Linked DNA regions of Cyprinus carpio: region 1 is linked to region 2. A link is a contact called in public Hi-C data. All regions are on one chromosome and are shown on one strand. Each heading gives the region's core, a stretch centred on a gene start, on an enhancer-like site or on the middle of the called end of the contact. The rest is flanking DNA. Distances are from core to core; before and after follow the strand shown. Region 1 holds the start of myca (transcriptional regulator Myc-2). Region 2 overlaps LOC109094102 (CYFIP-related Rac1 interactor B).

Region 1 (5,301 bases), core at 1,832-4,331, 190 kb after region 2:
TAAAGTTCCTCTATATCTATTGACGACTGTGGAATGTGAGTCATCACCTCGAAAATCTTAATGTGTCAACTATGGTAAATCACCTGAAAGTTGATTCTCTTGCTGTCAAAATCCCCTTCGTTGGGTTTCCTGGCAGCAGTCCTCACAATAGCTTTGCAATGCCTTTCATTTTTTGGGTGCTGTTGCTTATTTGAATGCCAAATATGAAGGAGCCCTACTTTCATCTAGATGGGTGTGGATGCAATTGAGTAGTTTTGCCTTTTGTAAGCTTTTCTATGCTGACTTCATGAAAGAAAGTGCAATAACACCATTTTAAACAGGTGAAACCTTAAACTGACCTTTCTGACTGGGGAAATCCCTAAAATATAATCTATTTGTATGAGGAGTTCAGTGCAAAGAGACCAAGAGAGACCAGAGTCAAGTTCAGAAAGAAATTCATTTATGATTATGTAAAAACATGAAAAAAAAAAAAAAAAAACATAGTGAAACATAATATGGTTTATGAGAACACGTAGCTGATACAGATCCAAAAATACCTTTCTTAGGAAATATTAATTCATTATATACAAAAACGTACAAAGAAATTTTTACTTTAGGGTTGTGCAGACCCATTTTTTCTCATTTCATTAATAAAAATAAATGACTTAAATACAAATTATTTTAACCACCTTAAATTTTAAACTGTCGCAGTTTTAAACATGAAAAGAACTGACAATATTCAAAAGGAAAAAAATGCATTGGACATGCAACATGAACTATACACAGCAACAGTTTAACTTGCATAAAAAAGCAGGGGGAGGGGGTTCTTAAAAAGTCTTTTCACTTTGACTCTTGTGACACAGGTCCATTAATGTGAACTCCGCAGCTGCTGCAGCCTGTGTTTTAACTGTTCGCTCTTTCGCCTCAGCTGTTCTTTGATGGACAGCAACCTTTGCTCATCCAACTGCATGCTGTGGATGCACTCTGTCGCCTTCTTTAGTATTACAACTTTAGCAGCTTTCTCGTTATTTGCAACCTCAGGGATCTCATCCCGTAGTGCGAAAAAGCTGAGTTTGAGTTCATTTCTACGTTGGCGCTCCAGCACATTGTGAGTCCTGCGTTTGTCATTGTCCTCTGAATCCGATGTCCGGGGACTCGTGCACTTGCGTTGCTTCCCTTGCCTGTTGCTGCTGCTGTTGTTGCTGCTGCTGCTCTCGAGTCGTAGCCTCTTGACAGCCGGCTGGTCATGCCGCGTGGAGGGGTGGGCGGCGTAGTTGTGCTGGTGGGTGGAGACATGACAGCGCTTCAACACCAGGGGACTGGGGTACTTTGAATCGGACACCTCTGCCTCGTTCCTTTTCTGACGCTTTTCCACGGTCACCACATCAATTTCTTCCTCTTCTTCTTCCTCTTCTTCTTCTTCCTCCTCCTCCTCCTCCTCCTCCTCTTCTTCTTCTTCGTCTTCTGCAATTAAATTACAAAAAGAAAATTAATAACAAACAAAACATCAATTCATTTAGAAACCTCATATTACAGCGCAATGGGAATTGAATGGAATTTGGCAATTGGCTTTCCACAAAGGGTGAGGTGGGGGGAATCTCTGCATTCCAGCCCCAGCCCACTTTACTCATCAGCTGATATTTGAACATTGCAGTCTTTTCTACAGATCTGACTTGGGTATAGCAAAGGGGAGGTGGAGGGATCTTATGCAACTACCACTTACACCGATCACTATATCAAGGGTATGAGGATAAAGTCCCGTGACCGGCACACCACCTCACCAGTGACATGTAAAGATCACTTAAAAAATGCAAGCTATTGCACATGCAGTAACCAGCTACATCAAGATTCTGCATGTCAGAAATGACAAAAATAATGCATAACATACCAGAATCACTGCCACTGCTGCTGGAGCTGTTAGGTGGAGTGTCCAGGACAAGCATTGGTTCTGATGGAGCAACCTTGCTGGATTTGCTGGACTCTGTGAGGGGATATGGAAAGACCACGGAGGGGTCAATGCATTCTGATGCAGAGGTGCTCAGATCCTGCAAATAACTTGCATTGAGTCGATTTGAGCTGCTGTCAGAGATCAGTTCCTTCCTAGCAGCGTGCAGGGACGCTAGTCTCTCAGAAACCACTTTCTCCAACTTGGCAGCAGCGGAAAAGCCGCTCCACATGCAGTCCTGAATTATGATGGACTTGATGAAGGACTGGGAGTAGTCCGCATCGCAGATGAAGCTCTGGTTGACCACGTCGTCTCCCAGGAACTCGCTGACCATCTCCAGCTGTTCGGCGGTGGAGAGCGACTGTCTCCGGCTGGGAGAGAGGGGCGGTGTGGGCAGCAGCTCGAATTTCTTCCAAATGTCCTCGCTGGGAGCTGGAGGTTGAGTCTGTCCTTGCTGATGGTGATAGAAATCCTCATCGTCGTTGTCGAAGTAGAAATAGGGCTGGATGGAGTCATAGTCGTAATCGTAGTTTTTATACGCCAAACTCGAACTCACCGGCATTTTGACACTTGTGAAAAAAATACAAATTGGAATTACTACATTGCATATGCAACGTCTAACTACATATCACAACAAAACGCTTTACCTAATGCACATATTTAAACTATGCATCGCATGCATGGGGGTGGGAAAACTAGCTAAATAATAGAACTCAGTGACAGCATGTGTGAACACGGAACGATTAAACCCAAAAGCGGGGTTACTATCAAAACATTTAAAAGCAGCCTTGCTTTTAGTGTATTCTTTGAGCGTGCAACATTCAATCTCCTTTTAAAAATATAAATACATTTGCACTCATAACACGCAAGTTGCACTTTAAGTCTAAAAGATGCATGCAACATCAAATGTCTGATCCTTACCGTGTAAGTTATTTAACAAATGCAGTTTCAGAATGATTTCTCTCGAGACGCGATGCAGTGAAAAGAGAACAAAAAATCAGGAGCAAAAAGTAAGATCCAACAGTTTACTCCGGTCTCTTGCAACATAAGTGGAATCAGAGTCCTGGTCAAATGGAAAGTGATGGAAAATGTAATCAACGCTCCGCTCCTATGTACCTCTCAGATGCTGAACAGACTGATAGTCTGTGTGACAGAGGCAGGGTGAATAAATTCTGTAGCTCCCGCGAGCAGCAGCATTGACGTATGACTGCGCACCAACGTTTCCCGCCAAACGAAAACATTGTTGTTTGCGAATTAAATCCCCCTCGCTAGGCTCACACATGAGAAATAAAAACACAACGACGCCTCGGAAACCACTATTAGTCTTTATTGATGTAGAAGACATTTTTAATTTATTTCTGAATTCGATAAACGTGGGACTATTTTCTCGCGGAAGCACATATGTTGGCAGAAGTCTATGATGGGCGGGGATTTGACGTCATTGGAGTGAAGGATCGTTTATAGTCGAGCAGTGACAGCTCACATTTTTTTAAAGGATGTGTTTTTACGTTAACAAGGATGCAACAAAATCATATAATTTCTTATAAATTATTCTGTAAAAAAATCAATAAACAAACAAACAAACAAAAAAACAACAACAAATAAAAGCTAAATAGGTTGGAGGAAACCACCTTTTTGTTATTTTAAAAATAAATAAAACATTGTTACTGAGGAAACCAAAGCAAAGCACCAAACACCTTGATGTGAACTTATATATCTTCTTCTTTATTTATTGTAATTCTTTGTATTTTTAATTTCCTTTATTTCTTCATTTTCATTTTTGAGTGCTAAAATTTGTCATATCTTTTGTGTGCTAGAAAGTGTTTATAGAATTTGTAAGACTTTGACAAAAGTATATATATATATATATATATATATATATATATATATAAGTGTTTATATATATATATATATATATTATAAACACGTAGTGACAACATGGGCTGTAGAAACCATGCTTGTGGAAACCAATAAGTTTATAAGGATGCAGACTACATATTGGCTATGGATAATGTTGTTGCAACATAACAATCAAGAAATGTAACCATCAACAAATACTACCTCAGCATATCACAAATGTAAGTCAAAGTCATCCAGAGCAGTGTTCTTGAACCAGGAGCCCTGGATCCACTAGGGGGCCTCAGTATACATGCTGGGATGTTACAAAATGATTTAAATTATGAGGTTATATTTTAACAGTAATAGGCTATAATCCAGTATTGGATCAGACAGTGTGTGTCCTTCTAGACAAAAATTTCAAAACCAATGCATCAGACAACAGTATATGAGTGAAATTTGTTTCGAAAAAATTAAATGACTGAAATAAACTCAGTAATGGGAAACTGCTGGGTTTATCGATTATGAAGATAAATAGAACAAAGAATAGAAATGAAATTTAAGACTGGTGATTTCTAGGGTTTCTACATTCAAACTGATTTATACATGGTGCAAGTAGTCCTTAAAAAGTGCTTTCAGAAACCACTGAGTCACATGATCATTTAGGGAAAAAATGACAGACGGTTTCACTTCTAACATCAGTGTAATGAAATATGATATAAGAGTTATAGTTTGGTATTGTGTTGTATCCAAAGATCTGTGAAATAGAATTAAAAGAAGGCTATTGCACCCCAGTAGGATTTCAAGGTCCCTACAATGAGACGGTTTATATCAGGGATCCTCAAATCTGGACCTCGAGATCCACTTTCCTGCAGAGTTTAGCTCTAACCCTAATCAAACACACCTGAGCATGCTAATCAGTGCCAATCAATGTCTTTGGGATCATTAGAAAATCACAGGCAGGTGACTTTGATCAGGGTTGGAGCTAAACTCTGTAGCGCATTAGACCTCCAGGGCAAGATTTGAGGAAGTGGGGTTTATATAATACATTGGTATGTGGCGCCCTCTGCTGCCAACTACTATAATGATCAACTTACTTCCTACTGAAATAAATACATTTCAGTAAAATATACTTATAATTTATTAATTTGCATAATGAATGAATGAATAAATGAATGAATAAATAAATAAAAAGCCACCTTTATGTATATAGTGCTTTATACAATTGTGTCAGTGCAGCTTTACATTGTTTTTGGGGAAGTCGTGGCCTAATGGTTAGAGAGTTGAACTCGTAACCCAAAGGTTGCGGGTTTGAGTCTCGAGCCGGCAAGAATTGTAGGTGGGGGGAGTGAATGTACAACTCTCTCTTCCACCTTCAATATCACGACTGACATGCCCTTGAGCAAGGTACCGAACCCCCCAACTGCTCCCCAGGCGCCGCAGCATAAATGGCTGCCCACTGCTCCGTGTGTGTGTTCACTGCTGTGTGTGTGTACTTTGGATGGGTTCAGTGCAGAGCACGAATTCCAAGTATGGGTCAC
Region 2 (4,820 bases), core at 2,131-4,630:
TATATATGTATATATGTATGTATATATATGTATATGTATATATATGTATATGTATATGTATATATGTAATGTATGTATATGTATATATAGTAGTATGTATCTATCTATCTATCTATCTATATATGTATATGTATATGTATATATAGTATCTATCTATCTATCTATCTATCTATCTATCTATCTATCTATCTATCTATCTATCTATCTATGTTTATTTTTATCAGTATTGGTTGATGTAATGCATATTTTGTGTATTATACTTTGGTGATGTTGAGTCGTATTAAAGTGATTGCTTATTTTGTACAGCAGGTGGCACCATTTGCAAAGTTATTATCATTGTCAAAGTTGTGAATGCGTTTCATGATGGTATACGTTCATTTCTGAACAAATATTGTCTGATAGATAGACTGGACTGAATCAGATCTGAATCACTGTATGGATGTTGCTGGTCTGAGGATCTTGAAGGCATTAGTTCTTATGTCAGATGCGAGAAATATGGTGATTCAGGGGAAGGCACCTAAATTTATGATGAGAATAAATATAAATAAATAATTGTTATTTTCCCCCCAATTAATAAATTACCATGTAGCAGATAACTAAATGACATCAAAGCTAAATATACATATTACAGTTTGAATGTGGATGGACTTGTGTTTTACTTTTTCATGGATCTTTAGCTACAATTGGCCTTTTAAGACATGAGGACACAAGGTAAATTGGTGTTGAGAGAGCAGACAGCCACTGTCTAGAGATCTGAGATATCTTTTAAGCATGAGACGGATGGCAGTGTGTTTTGTGAGTCAGTCAGTGCCTGCTCTAAGAGACATGTTGATGCAGCTGAAGGGAGTGGAAGGATTAGTTAAATATTCATTGGGTTAGCTCCCCTTTCATTTACTGTGTGTCATGTATACACTGCACTCACCACCCACCCATGCATACCACAGGCATTTTACAGACGAGTCATTCCTCTGCTGTATAAATGTCAAAACCATTCTCCATCGACCTGTCTTTTACAAAGTTTTATAAAGCCATCCTTCAGTCTCTGTAGTGAAAACAGTGCTGGTAAACAGCTTACTTTGTTGATCTTAATACATTATTACTGATCTCAATGTACCCACTCATTTCCCCATGGGTAATATTTAAAATGAAAAAAAAAAAAATTAAATCTTTTTTTTTTTTACTTTACCTGTTTTTAACCTCACTATGGCATTTATGTTTCTCCAATAATAGGGATTTTGGATATTTTCTGGATGTAAAATATTAATTGCTATATACAGTATATTTCATTTCTGAAATGCTTTTTATTTTATTTTATGTTTTTTTTTCTATCATCCGTTTTCACAACTGCTTGGCGTTTGTAGGGTGACAAGGATGCTGGAGCCTATCTCAGATTGCAAGTATTAAAATTAAATTAAAATTTAAAATTTAAATTTAATTAAATTAAATATTAAAAAATGTTTTTATACATCAATTTATATATATATATATATATTTTTTTTTAATTTTTCTTTACATTTTCCAAACCATTTGTCCTTTTTAGGATCACATGGATTCTGGGGCCTTTTTATTTTATTATTTTATTATTTTATTTTATTTTATTTTATTTAGTTTTTATTGATTTTTGAGTGCATTTTTTAACCCAGAGAATAGGGAGTGGCCCTCTGCACACACCTTCCATGCTGTCAGCAGAGGGAGCTCTGTGCCTAAAAAAGAAACACAAGCACAAATCCACCTTGTGCCATGCATACCCCCAAAAATCCCATCTCAGTTTGACAGTGCCCCACCCCTCATACTCACCATTAACAGCTCTCCTGACTGCCACAAACTTACTCTGAATTAAGAAAATGAAAGAAACCGCAACGAGCATTGGCTCTTTTTTTAAATGTCAAGTAATGTCAAGAGATGTTGAAAATGTCTGTATGCAGAGACCAAACTTCCTGTGCTTGTCTTGTACCAAATGACATTCTCAGATCTTAAAGACCTTGACAGGGAAAGAAGGACACCAAGTGACATGAATTCTTTCCAATTCTGTTGTTTTCCAAAGCAGACATGGGTGTTACGAGGCGGAATGCATCAAGTTCTGTCTCTGTTTTCTTTCTTTTGGTGTAACTCATTTGATGCTTGACTTTACAGAAAATAACTTTTGAAAGATTGTCTTAATCAAAGCAGTTTCAGAAATGGAAGTGACATCAATTAAACAGTCTTTCAACATTTGGAACAGGGTGGCTTAAAATTCCTTAACCCAACATTTTCAGATGAGGTACCCTGTTTTGGCTTATGATATTCGGTTGCCATGGTTTCTGGCTTTGATCGTGAGAGGTACAGTGCTGCCTAAGAGGTCTTATTGTATGAGAGATTAACCAAAAATCCTTCTCTGAACCTCTCCGGTTATCACCATACACCACCACCGACTTGAGACTTATGCAAATGTTTTAAATGATAACAATTGTAAGTGATCACCAGTAACACTGTGCTGTTTGCGTGCCACTGTTTGTCAGTGCAGATGACTTCAAAGCTACAAATGTTGCGGTTGTCATTTGACAGAGTTGTTTGTTGCAGTTAGACTCAACCCGGACGCACCAATAGCTGACATCCCACAAATGCGCTGCAACCTCACTGGCTTATCCAGCAATTTGTTTTGATTTTAGCCACAACATGTTTGAAGGGGGCATTAAACCGGCTGTTTACTCCAGTGTGGCCAGTGTGGGCGGAGCTACAAATCACAAACAAACGCACGCTTCCTCTTCTCTCTTTTATCACCCTTCTGATTCCTTCGTTTTATTTAACGCATTTAACACTCATTTGCATTTGGTCGAGCAGGTCATGCCAGTTTTGGGGGTGCATAAAGGGCATCTGCATCCCCATATTCTGTTCATTTTGGTGGGTTTCAAAGGGCTGGGGTGAAATCAGAACACAGCTACTATAGTTGGCTAATGCGATGTGGCGGCACGCCCCGGGAAATTTAGGTCAAGTTAAAACTGCAGACAAGGATGTAAGTGATGCTGCGTAAGAGTGACACTGCATGATGTATCACATGCACACACACATTATTCTTCTGTATACATTAACAGATATCACAGGCACACCCTTGGCATTTGGAAAATGATAGTTAATAAATGTGCATTGTAAAGGCTGAATTGTATAAATCATTGGCTAAGCCTCTGTAAATTAGATTTTAGACAAGGCTGCTATGTTAAGTGTTGCTCTTCTGGCAATATTCTCACATTAGCTTTAATTCCGCACATACTTCACCACATGTGTAACTGGATTATTGCATCCACTCACTCAAATAAGCGTGCACATGAAAATACACACTAATTCACTCGCTCCCCTCCCCCTCAATGCCAGAGGCAGCTGGTTAGCCACTCCACGGCTGTGCCCACGTGACGGAGGGAATCAGGGAGGGGAGAGGTTGTTGTTTTTTTTCCTATGGTGCCACAGCAGTAGTGTAGTATAGCAAAACACGTGGATTCCCATGCTGCAGTGCTCCTGCAGAATTCCAGCATGCCTTACATCCAGATAGTTATGGGTTGCGTTGTTATATCTATTCCTTATATATATATATATATATATATATATATATATGTATATAATATTATATATATTATATAGATAGATAGATAGATAGATATACATACTAATTCATTCTGCAATTATTTTAAATCCATATAAAATATTCATTCATTCTTCTCATGACATTCATTCTATATTACATAAAATTATCATCATTTGTATACAATTATTTACACATATATTATTCCACAATATAATATATTACAAACAATTATTCTATATAATAGTATAATAATTATAAATAGTATTTGAACATGTTAATTTATACAATTGATCATATGTATTTATGCATCCTAAGACTGGAATGTCAGTTATTTGCAGAATTCCGTGATTAATTAGCGTGTCGCTGTTGCACTAGTTGTGCATTTTTGGTGCATTACCTCATCGCTATTCATATATTCATACACAAGCTCTTAAGTCGGACTACTGCTCCAGTGCCCTCATCCTCCCCTCCGCCTCGCCATTCGCTTTCTGATTGGCTGTCAGTGTGTTTTTGGTATAACCAGGTTTTTTCAACTCCATGGATACAGTGGAGTGCAAAAGAACTTGCGTGCAGCCAATCACAATGCAGTAGTGAATCGTAAGTGCCCAGCGGGCTTAGATGAGCCCCCCTCTGCCCCCTCCTTCTCCAGAATCCCATCGTAGCTCCTCTCCTCCAGCACGCAATCTCCCAGTAGGAGGCTTCGAAAAGAACACAACCAGGTCAGAGTCTGTCTCTGTCGGAAAGAGCTCGTACAGGGACCCTTTGGGACTGCTGTGAATGAAGCTGAGAGGCAAATGCACTGTTCTTAATATAATCTTTACTCTTGTCTCAGTTTGGCCCACATAGCTTGTTGTTGTCATGAGGAGATATTAGGACCTTGATAAATGTTCTCCACTTTTCACTGTTTTCTTTTCATTTTTATAAAGGGATCTTATTAGTTCCTAATTCATACACCTCAATCACGTTTGTTCCTATAATAATGACATAAATGCAAAAGACATTGAACCTTATGATAATAAATGTTTTGTATCACAGGTAGCTTTCATTTTTGTATTTTTTTTAAGAAATATGATCATGTCAAATTGGATTTTTGAGATGGCCGTCCTTGGAATGACCCCCTAATGGTTGGAGGGAGGTCTGGGTGGGATTTAGGGTTGGCGCACTTGGCAGCAGTACATCATTGGCATGACTTGGATTCAGGTCACATTTATTCTAAGTAACTTTCCAACAGTAGATCAGTATAAATCTAGTAACCGTAAATCTA

The links. A called contact is a pair of places that touch in the nucleus more often than the background predicts.
Region 1: a contact with region 2 is called in a Hi-C map of red blood cells, with 5 times the contacts expected there. The contact joins the promoter of myca here to the enhancer-like site in region 2. A contact is called at or near these places in 5 of 8 Hi-C or Micro-C datasets (liver, red blood cells and skeletal muscle).

What each region holds. Positions count from the first base shown.
Region 1 is chrB24:8,897,390-8,902,690 of ASM1834038v1, forward strand. It overlaps myca (transcriptional regulator Myc-2), which reads right to left and starts at 3,082. Exons shown (of 3, transcript XM_042752023.1): 1 at 2,846-3,082; 2 at 1,868-2,493; 3 at 418-1,434. The coding sequence starts at 2,486. The coding sequence ends at 848.
Region 2 is chrB24:8,703,316-8,708,135 of ASM1834038v1, forward strand. The region is part of intron 2 of LOC109094102 (CYFIP-related Rac1 interactor B); the gene reads left to right. Among protein-coding and RNA genes, the nearest start is that of LOC122142196, 21 kb to the left of the region's middle. Within about 2 kb of position 3,381, at least 1 of the 8 cell types and tissues checked has an H3K27ac peak or open chromatin away from gene starts, as enhancers often do.